2 separate regions of the Hordeum vulgare genome follow, and region 1 is linked to region 2. Evidence: chromatin contacts called from public Hi-C data. All regions are on one chromosome and are shown on one strand. Each heading gives the region's core, a stretch centred on a gene start, on an enhancer-like site or on the middle of the called end of the contact. The rest is flanking DNA. Distances are from core to core; before and after follow the strand shown. Region 1 has its middle 19 kb from the start of LOC123445865. Region 2 has its middle 26 kb from the start of LOC123445670.

Region 1 (5,160 bases), core at 191-2,690, 86 kb after region 2:
AGGTTCGCGCATCTTTTTAATTTCAGTTTCAATATCATTATCTTGCTTGATTATTAACTGACTATATCATATTCTCGCAAAGTGCATGAGCGAGCAACGGGGGACTAATTTATGCGCATACTACGTTTGCGAGAATATTCACACGGCGAGGCGCTTTCATGAACAATAACGTCATGTATGTAAACACTATTTGCATTTTTTATAATAATCTAATATATATACAACTAATATATTTATATTGATTTCCTTTGTTTAAAAATTGATGAAATGCGGAAGAAGCTTCTACCAAAATACCGCATACAAGCAATTCAAGAGAAAATTGCTAGATTTTTCCATAATAAGGTCATACCTTGCCGCGGAGAATATCATTACGTGTAATGATCTCCAAACTATATAGGAGAATATATATATATATGTGTGTGTGTGTGCGCGCGCGCGCATGCGCGCGTATATGAACGTATGAGAAATTATATTATGCGTCAACGTGTATAGTATCTAGTAGTGTCAAATATGTTTGAAATGAAAATAACTTGAATGGAAAACACAAAATGAGAAGGAAAAATAAATTATAAATCCTAAACCCTAAAACCCTAATTCGAACAAAAATAAACTCTTTAATCGTAGTTGGTGAAAGCAACTCGGACTAAAGGTCATCCGCCCCCGGTTGCATGCTCGCTGCAACGTGGAAGGAAATTCGTCCCGGAGCATGGCCAACCGGGACTAAAGGTCAAACCCTTTGGTCCCGGTTGGCGACCTGGGACTAAAGAGGATTCTCAACCGGGACTAAAGACCCGTTCTCCATTAGTGATTCTTGAAATGATATATTTGTCGTAGTTTAAAACTACAGTAATACCACACAATTTAGCAATTCAATAGTGTCTTTTTTGAATCATTGTTTTGGTTAAATTGTCTGTCACCAATTGTTTTCTTCTTGAAGTCTGACATGCCATACTATAACTTAGAGAAACTTCTTGGAATAGGGCCTTTTGGCTCCCGAGCTTCATGAAGGCAGGATTTTGTAAAAAAATCAAATTCAAATATTTTGGTTTAAAAAGATTCTGCAAAAATATGCATGTATGTAAGGATATAATGTACACGTGTGTAAAAATTCGGGATGAAATACTTTGAATTGCGACCTATATAAAAAATGAAATTCAACGCCTGAAATAATGAATAGTATTATGTGTTAAAAAGCTTCAGATTTTTTTTTTCTTTTTTTGCAAAACCCTCGTGTGTTAAAAAGTCCCACTAGTCGGTTTACCCCCACTATTCAGTTAACCCAAACCGGACCACGATGCCAAGCTTCGGACCCCTAAAGGCTTCCCCAGCAACCTCAAAATCAGAGAGCTTTCCTCTATCGTGGAGTCCACTCTGGAGCCCTCCAATAAGTTCTGTGTTTGCACTAAGGCGACTTGAAGGCCGGGGAAACAAGGGACCTCCTATGGGCCGCTCGTTGTGGCAACTGCCGAGCGGACGCACAGTGGGTCTCCCTAACTAGGCCAGCCCAAGTTAGCCACGAGTAGCAATTGTGGAGACCACAAAAAAAGTTAGCGACCAGCAGTTAAAAAATATGAAAATTTTCAGTAAAATTATTAGAATAATTTTTTTAAAGTTCGGAACATTATTTCAACATTTGCAATATTTTCTTAAATTCCCGAACATTTTTTCAAATCCGGAATATTTTTTCGAATTCTGGAACATTTATTAAATTCCTGAACATATTTAAATTTCTCGAACATTTTTCAAAATCCAAAACATTTTTTCAAACTTTGGTACATTATTTAAAATTCCGGAACTTTATTTAAATTTTTGAACCTTTTTTCAAATTTCAGAACATTTCTTTTCAAAAATTCGAAACATTTTAATAAAAATATCAGAACTTTTTTTAAAATTTTGGAACTTTTTTTCAAATCTCGGAACATTTTTTAAAATTCAGAAACATTTCTTCAAATTCGGAACATTTTTTGAATTCTGGAACATTTTCTTAAATTCCTGAATATTTTTAAAATTCCGAAACATTTTCTGAAATTTCGAGACATTTCTTCAAATTTCGGAACATTTTTAAAAAATCCAGAACATTTTTAAAACAGAAACATAAAAAAATAAACAAAAAAGAATAAAGAAAAAAGAAAACAAAAAAAGGAAAACCGGTTCAGGGAATCTTCTAGAAAGTTCCTAAAACCAGAAAAAATCGGCTGGAAACCTCTAGAAGGTTCCCAAAACCGAAGCTGTTATCATGTAAATGCGTCGGGCCATTACCAAACGCAGCCTGGGAGTCCCTGTGCGAAGCCTCGACATTTAGACACAGAAAGCGGCGAATAGGAATTTCCGGGAAACAAGTCCACTTCTTCCTAAATTGACCGTCAGCGAGCTCCACAGTTTCCACATCCAAGGTGTCCAATTCAACATTCTCTAAGGTAAATACTAGTGCCAAACTGCCTTTTCGTAAATGATTTTTCTCCTTTGAATCCTGACACTCAATATTTGAGTTGCTAGAACTTATAACCCTATAACATTATGATGATGGTGTTTTATAAAACGTGTGCATGTGGTCGTAGTAAACTAGAACTAGAACAAAGATCCAACAACAAGAAATGATTCAAAAGCGAAATTAGACATGGTAGGAGCGTGAGACGGGAGCTCCTACCTACCGCTATGAGCAACAGGGAGCCAGGGGGAGCCCCGACTGGGCCGGCCAAGTTCTATTTCTGTAACCTTTATTCTTCTCTGTTTTTTCTATTTTTTGGTTCGTTTTTTCTTTCCTTTTTTCCTTTTCTATTTTTTAAAGAAAAACATCTTCCAAATTCGAATAATTGTTTTTAAAAACCGTCAATCAATTTGGAAGCGCGACCATTTTTTTAAAGCACGAACATTTTATGAATCTTGAAAACAAAATTTTAAAAAGAAGAACAATTTAAAAAAACCCCAATCAAATTGGAAAGCGCGAACAAAGTTTCAAAGCACAAACGTTTTATGAATTTTGAGAACAAATTTAAATATTGGAAACAATTTTAGAAAACATGAACAAATTTGGAAGCACGAAGAATTTCTAAAGCCCAAATAATTTTGAAAGCACTAACATTTTTTGAATCTTCAAAACAAAATTTTGAAAAGGAGAACACTTCTGAAAAACCCCAAACAAATTTTTAAAGCACTACATTTTTTGAATTTTGATAACAAACTTTGAAACCGAGAACAATTTAAAACAAGATAAACAAATTTCAAAGCGCGGACAATTTTTTAAAGCATGAAAATTTTATCAATCTTGAGAACATAATTTTGAAAAACACCGAATAAATTTGAAAGCGTGAACAAAATTTAAAACACAAACATTTTTTGAATTTTCAGAACAAATTCTGAAACCGAGAACAATTTTCAAAAAAACGTGAATGAATTTGGAAGGTTGAACAGTTTTTTAAAGCACCAACATTTTTTGAATCTTGAAAACAATTTTTTGAAAACAGGATCAATTTTGACAAAACCCAACCGAATTTCTAAAGCGCGAAGATTTTCTGAATTTTGAGAAAAAAATGTAACCAAAAAATATTTTTAAACAACATGAACAAATTTAAAAGCACGAATATTTCTTGTATCATGAGGAAAAAAAATTGAAAACGGGAACAATTTAGAAAAAATTAAAGCACATACATTTTTTGAATTTTGAAAACAAATTTTGAAACTGAAGACTATTTTATAAAAATGTGAAACAAATTGGAAGCACGAACAATTTTTTAAAGCACAAACATTTTTTCAATCTTGAGAACAAAAATTTAAAAAGGAGAACAATTTTGAAAACCCCAAACAAATTTGAAAGCGCTAACAAAATTTAAAGCATGAAGATTTTCGAATTTTGAGAATTAATTTTGAAACGGAGAACAATTTTGAAAAAACGTGAACAAATTTAGAAGCGTGTAGAATTTTTTAAAGAACGAATATGTTTTGAATCTTGAGAACAAATTTTGAAACTGAGAACAAATTTGAAAAACCCCAAACAAATTTGGAAGCGCGAACAGATTTTTAAATCAAGAATTTTTTTGAATTTTGAGAACAAATTTTGAAACCGAGAACATTTTCAAATTTCCTGAATAAATTTGAAAGCGCGAAATTTATTTTAAAATACAAACAATTTTTAAATTTTAAGAACAAAATTCAAAACTGAGAAAATTTTAAATTGTAAGAAAAAAATTAAAACTTAGAACATTTTTTTAAATAAAGAACATTTTGTGAAAATTCAGAAATATTTTTTAAAAATCTGGAACATTGTTTGAAACAGAATTAGGAAAGAAAAAAGAAACAAAAAAGAATGATGAAAATGAAAAAAAGAAAAACCAGTTCAAGAAACCTTGTAGAAGTTTCCCAAAACCGTAAAAAAGCGGGCACTACAACCCCGACTAACAGGCAAGCCCATTTAAAAGCGATCGCTCTTCCGCTCTGTGCGAAGCCTCTTGGCACATAGCGGTGAATAGGGTTTTTCGCATGAAAGAGCCGTTATGCCTTCACTATAGGCCTTTGAAAAAGTCCGGAGAATATCGGCCTTTTAGGACATGGGCCGAGGTCACGGTAAAATAGTGCTAAAATAGAGGTCGGACGGCAAGACATGATTCAAAAGCAAAATTCAATGGCGGAAATTGAGTCGGAGCATGAGAGGGCTGAGATTAGATTGGGTTCTAATGCCTAAATAAATGCAAAGAGCCGTAGTGTGTTTGAATATTTAGCGTAAATAGTTGATCACTCTAATGGCGACGGATTCGATTCGCAAATTTCTCGTGATTGACCGAAGGAAAGGTTAGCGACTACTCTCCCTATGGAATCTCAAGTAGAGCCATTGCATAGCTGGCAGACAGGGTTTCGACTGCTGTTCATTCCGATCTTAGGTCTCGCTCAGCGAATTCAGAAGGGTTGGGTCCTTTGTCAATGACTTACTTTCCTAGTAGTAGCAGAGATGCAAGAATAACTACTTTCTTCTGCTAGGCTATTCTTTGTTTTTGAATCCAAGATAAGTCACGAGAATAACTACGTTTCCGCTTTGCAAGCCGATATGCCTTCACCATTTGAATGAAGAATATCAAGAGCCGCAGTACTTTCATATCTCTCCACAATTTTGCAGAAGAAGCAGAAGCGTCAGCAGCAGAAGCAGAGCGTCCCCGAGGACTCCCTCGT
Region 2 (5,896 bases), core at 3,322-5,821:
TCATGGAAGTCTTCTCTGTTAGGAGGCAAGCAATCGTCTTGGCAGACGAGCAAGCTGCAAAGCTTTCTCTTGAAGACCGCTTCATCAATACTTGCCAACATACCTCCTCGATCAAAGATGAACTTCGGCGCCTTAAAATGAGGTACCAAAGCGCCCACCCATCATTCTCGGCACCCGCAAACACCACCTTGTCCCTCATAAACACCACCGCATGAACATCATCAGCCACGGTTACCACATACACGATGGACTCTCGCGCCTCCAGCTGCCCACATGGCAGAGGCAAACCCTGTGGTTGCCCCTCGAAATTAGGCACCAAAGCACCAACCTCATCAACCTCATCACCCACAGACATCACCCGCCGCATTTCCTTCGGAAGCACCATTGAAAGAGGTGAAGTGGGCTCGCCACAACGCTCCTGCAGCTCGGGCAAAATCTGCAACACTAGAGTCACGACCTCGTCGACGACACCACACCCACAGGAAGACAACAGTTGAGGCATCTACAATGGATATGATGTAGCACGAGGAGAGAATTGTCCATAGAGACTTCCATCCTCCCAAACTGAAGATCAAATCTGAAGCTCGGACAACGAAGACACAACCGGCACCACTTTCATTTTGGCGAGGGCGACATCTGCTCTCCCCAAAACACTCTCAACTCATGCAAGGCAGTCACGAATCTCCATGTGAAGCAGCTCGGTCTCCTCTGCCGAGCCGGCTTGCTCATCGAAGTCAGACTGCAACTGCACATCTGACGTGATGACTTCACTGATGGATGTAGGCGATGGGGCATGACCTCAGATCGGTGAAATTTGATTAACGGGCTTACTCACACGACAGAAGCGGGCGATGTGAACGGATCAAAGGTACTCCGTGCATCGGATTGGATCCCTGCAAGAGTGTGCACGGTGACCTGGACAAAGGCACTGGAAACACCTGTCTCTCATCCACACCGGAGGGAGCCACCACACCTTGACAGTGACAGTGGGACGACGGAAAGCCGCGGGAGCCGAGCGACGCCCTCTCGAGACAAGCTGCCAGTCCGCCAATGTATTCTTGCATGGAGTCACAGGGACTGTTGGCGCCACCTCCCGGTCAAAACATCCTCGCTAATCCCCCAGACCGTCCGCATTGGGGGAGCCTGCACAACAAGTGCAAACCATATGACCACCAATGGTCGGGTCAGCCTTGCGGAAAGCCGGCGCAGCTGCAGAGATGATGGACGAAGTCGAAGCAGACGGCACGAGGAGCTTCACGGGGCGCGGGCACATGTGTGGCACTTGTGGCGGCCGCTTGCTTACGCACATCTTCCATCTTAAATAGCTGCACAATAATGAATCAACAGTTTAGCCATCACAACTTCTGCACGATGTGAGCAAAATTCAGTGGGTAAGTGTTGGATAGCAACACATGCTTACCCGAAGTGTGTGACTGTCAAATTCAGATACAATGTAGCGTGCATTATCCGATGAGATCACATAGCCAGGCCCATTGGCATAACTTGGGTAAGCCTCCTCTGGCCATTAAGTAACAAGAAGACTATAATTAGGGCATGATCTATGGGGGCATCACCTCGTTGTGGCTCCAGCCACCACCTAAGAGGCTAAGAAAAATAATAATGAAGCCACCGTATGATTATCTCACACCCATCACCTCTTCTAGTGGTCCACCTATCTCTCTCTCCGTCATTACTTTTTTTACTTCATTCTTCCTCCACTCTCTCCTCCGGTCCGTGCTTTTACTTTTGCCTTTTTCAGCAAGGAAACTGCCTTTTTCAGCAAGGAAGCGGGCTCCTCTGCAAGAGCCCGTTTGGCTCTGCACTGTCTTTTACCTATTCTCCTCCACAGCAACAGTTCATCCGACGTGGATTCATGAGGCAGCGGTCCATCCTGGAGCGTGAGAGAAAAAAAAAGCTTGTGCACGCATGCATGGTAACAATGGAGAGAGATAGAGCATCTGTCACGTGGCGAAGAAACGTCCTGTCAAACAATGTACAGATTTTGAACAGCGACGTGGACCATTGCATGCCATGAGTCATGATTCAATAAACTTGCTCCTGCCAGCCTAGTCTTGTCAAACCTAGTTCTGCATGCTTCTCCTCTTGTCGCGGTTCTGCCTAATTAAACTGTTGTTGCTGCAAATCGTCTGCATCTGGACAGAGGCTTGCACGTATCTTATTCCCAATGGATGGACGAGATAACAGGGTGTCCCGACTCCCGGGTGCCATCACACCTTTCCGGTCCGTCTATTGGACCCACACACGGAGACCATATGCGACCGTGTTCAACACCGCGACACTCCAGTTCACTGAAATCGATCTGCCACCCCTCTTGGCAGAGCAACAAGGCCGTGGGTGCCATTTTGTGATTGGCAATACAAAGGATGGGAGGCCCTGTATCGTTTCCTTAGATTTTGGGGGTGATAGCTCGCGTGATATTTATTTCTGGAGACGCGATGAACATGATGACAATGGGGTTGCTGAGGGGTGGATGCTGGACCAGACATTTCCCTTGAAAACAAGCCCTCAGTTTATTAAGTTTTCAGAAGGTGACGATGAATTTTTCGTTGTCCGGCTTATCGAAGTTATCGATGGAATCGTGTACCTGCGTACATTTTATGATGCCTATTTTGAGGTTCCTCGGTTGTTGCTATCATTTTGTCTCCAAACTGGGGAGCTGAAAAAGATCTATGAGGGTTGTTGCCAGCTTGTCCATCCCTATGTCATGGCGTGGCCTCCTTCTTTGGTGCTACATGATAAGGTGAGCCCATGAATATTGTGTGAAACCTGGACCTGGATCAGTTATACGCAATTTTTAGAATTTAATTAATGGATTGTTGTGGGAATCTGCTATCCATTCCTATTGTACATGATTTCTGTTTTGTGACTCGAAGATACTGAACCATATTTATATAAGTCTAATACTATTCGGTAGTGCTATTGCTGAAACACTCGTACGCTGATAGTGTGGACATATTATATAGCATACCCTTATGCAAGTATGGTTTGTTGTGATATGTTTTACGAATGATGCTTCGTTCAAAATTCTGCTCCTTCAGTGTTACTGTTGTCATAAGCATATGTTTGTATACTCCTTGATGTTGGGCTCAACATTCTGTTCACTGCTTACAGCTGAAGCTACAACAGCAGTGGATTTGTGTACTTTAATTCGGTGCAGTACTTACATAAGCTGTAAATTCTTATGGTCTCTGTTCAAAAGATCAAGCTTCGTCTACCCCAAGCTCGGAAGGAAGTGATGTGAAGGCTGGAGGTGGCCCAACACAGCTGCCTGCATCTGATGCCAAAGCATAACAGGTAACGATGTGTGGACTGAAGGCTATAAATTCAGAAGGTTGATGGTTTGCATAATTGGACATGGATGGACCTGCACTTTTGTTGAATAGTAAATGTTGATTCGATTGACCTGCTAGTTTTCTATGACTATAACCTGTGAGCATCTTCCAATATTCAATGAGTGCACATGAGATGATCTTTTAGTCGCTTTACCTTTTCGTGGCAGTTCCGACATTGCTAACATTTGGAGAGTACTCTTTTTGATGCATGAAATCCTCGTATTTAGATTTTTTAGGATCAGATGATAGACTTGACTCAGATTTCCAACGCATTATATTGATGAAGAGTTCTGCTACACTAAGATAATTTCCGTACGTGCACTGGATAACAGCTGTCAATTGTGTTCTCTGTATAGGTTTAACTAAGCTAACATTGTATGAAAAGAGCGTGCCTGCAAATCAATTCCAATTGATAAATGATGTGCACTTGTTTATCTTGTTCTTGTAGGATCACTTGGAGAGTTAGTGAAATGGTGGTGGTGTCTTTTGGCAATGCTGATGCCTAAAAGATTGAAATCCTTATGTCCTACTGGTTGTGGCTATCTTCAGAGCCTGATGTCATTCTCTTATCTTTATGTGCCTTTTGCGTATGCAGTATTCTGGAATTTCAGACCTATATATTTGGACCTTAGTGGTTGATTGCTTGGCACTTAAATAAGTTGTGGTTAATGGTCAGATTATGAACTATTTGCTCTGCGAGCTATTTGATTTGCTTAGACAAGAATTTGGGACCTACTTGCTGCCGTTGGTTTGGTGTGTACTGCATTGCTGGATTCATATATATCATAGTCTTGGCGCTGCTAGTTAATTCTTGTCTATGATTTGCTTTGCGAGCTATTGCAAGGATCTTGTGTATGGTTATTTTGTCCTCTGAATTCCTGCTTCTGGATGATGCTATACATCGCAAGTGAATAGAGCAACAAGCAGCCCAAGCCGAGCCTAAGTCTTGTATTGTGTTTATTCACACTACAGGGCCGAGACAATCTGTTTCGACTCCAATCCACCCTCATTCAACGAGTTAATTGTACAAAACATCGACATTGAAGGTTAGGGTTGCAGGAACCACAGTTCTACACTTTTGTGTCCAAAACCACTAATTTTGAGGGTTTTTTTTGCGAAAAACACTAGTCACCCGATTTGTTCGTTTTAAGCATGATTATGAAAGATGGGTCCCGCTGAAAAGGGTAATGTGGCACGATATAACGGATCACAAAGAAAACAAAATTTGAGGGACTATATTGTAAAAAGGTCTGAGAGGATAAGGTTCTCGCGCCGTGCTCGTGCTTGGCCGTCGGCGCCTCTGCTCCCCCGCGCCTTGCCGCCAGCGCCTCTGCTCGCCCGCACCTGGTCGTGTCGTCACTGCTTGCTCGCGTCGCTTTCGTTGCCCCTGCTGCTCGCTCCTTCCATCGGCGCCGATGCTCTCTCCCGCTGCTGCCGGCGTTGCTTTCTCCAGCTGGTGCCACTGTCGATGCTGCTCTCTCCCGTTGGTGCCACTGCCGCTGCTGCTCTCTCCCATTTGTGCCGCTGCCACTGCTGCTCGCTCCGTCGCCGCCGCTGTTGCTCTCTCCCGCTGGCGCCGCTGCTGCTTGCTCCTTCCACCAGCGTTGCCGCTCTCTCTCACTGCCACCGATGATGCTCTCTCCCGCTAATGCTGGCATTGCTCTCTCCCGCTAAGCTCTCTCTCGCTATCGCTGTTGGTCTGTCCCGCTAGTGCCGCTACCGCTGTTGCTCGCTTTGCCGTCACCGTTGTTGCTCTCTCCCGCTTGCTCTGCTACCGCTGCTGCTCACTCCGACGCCGGTGCTGCTGCTCTCTCCTGCCATCAATGTTGTTGCCGAAGGCCATAAGCCACCCTCTTCCCCCTTCGGGCGAGGCTCCGGAGTTCGTACCTCGCCAGTGACGGGTCCCCATGATGTTGTCATGGTGTGTTGGAGTTTCGCTTGGGCAGGACCCGATTGAGTTTTTTTATTTTGCCCGAAGATTGTCTATGTGAATGTAGATACACCGTTTGTGCTGTTCCGTTATGCCGCACCAGCTTTTGCGGGCTCCACTTGTCATAATCATCATTAAAAGGCTCAAAACCGACAACTATTTTTTTTTGTTGCAAAAAAATAGGCTCGGAATTATTGGTTTTGGGCACAAAAGTGTAGAACTATGGTTCCTGCAACCCAGCCTTCAATGATGATGTCTTCTACAATTAACTCCTCATTCAACTCATTTTCTGGTATGATGCACATATGAATGTTGAATGCAACAATTTTTACGATATACTCCCTTCGTTCGAAAATACTTGTTATTGAAATGAATGTATCTAGATGTATTTTACTACCTCCGTCACGGTTTAGAAGGCACGGTTAGATTTACGTGCATTTCCAGAATAGACAAGGTTTACGGCGTATTGCGTTTACTCCTAGCAGCTAATTAGTACTCCGTTGTACTTCTTCTATATGCATGTGTAGTGTGAATGCTATTTTTTAACTCATTTTACAACCAATCAATAACCACCTAGGTACTAGAGAATTTTCATCCGCGCCTTCTAAACCGT

The links. A called contact is a pair of places that touch in the nucleus more often than the background predicts.
Region 1: a contact with region 2 is called in a Hi-C map of leaf, with 6 times the contacts expected there. The contact joins two enhancer-like sites. A contact is called at or near these places in 3 of 6 Hi-C or Micro-C datasets (leaf and seedling).

Annotation. Positions count from the first base shown.
Region 1 is chr1H:13,319,366-13,324,525 of MorexV3_pseudomolecules_assembly, forward strand. No RefSeq gene overlaps it. Among protein-coding and RNA genes, the nearest start is that of LOC123445865, 19 kb to the right of the region's middle. Within about 2 kb of position 1,441, at least 3 of the 3 cell types and tissues checked have open chromatin away from gene starts, as enhancers often do. A contact at or near this core is called in leaf, where this site is marked.
Region 2 is chr1H:13,230,435-13,236,330 of MorexV3_pseudomolecules_assembly, forward strand. No RefSeq gene overlaps it. Among protein-coding and RNA genes, the nearest start is that of LOC123445670, 26 kb to the left of the region's middle. Within about 2 kb of position 4,572, at least 1 of the 3 cell types and tissues checked has open chromatin away from gene starts, as enhancers often do. A contact at or near this core is called in leaf, where this site is marked.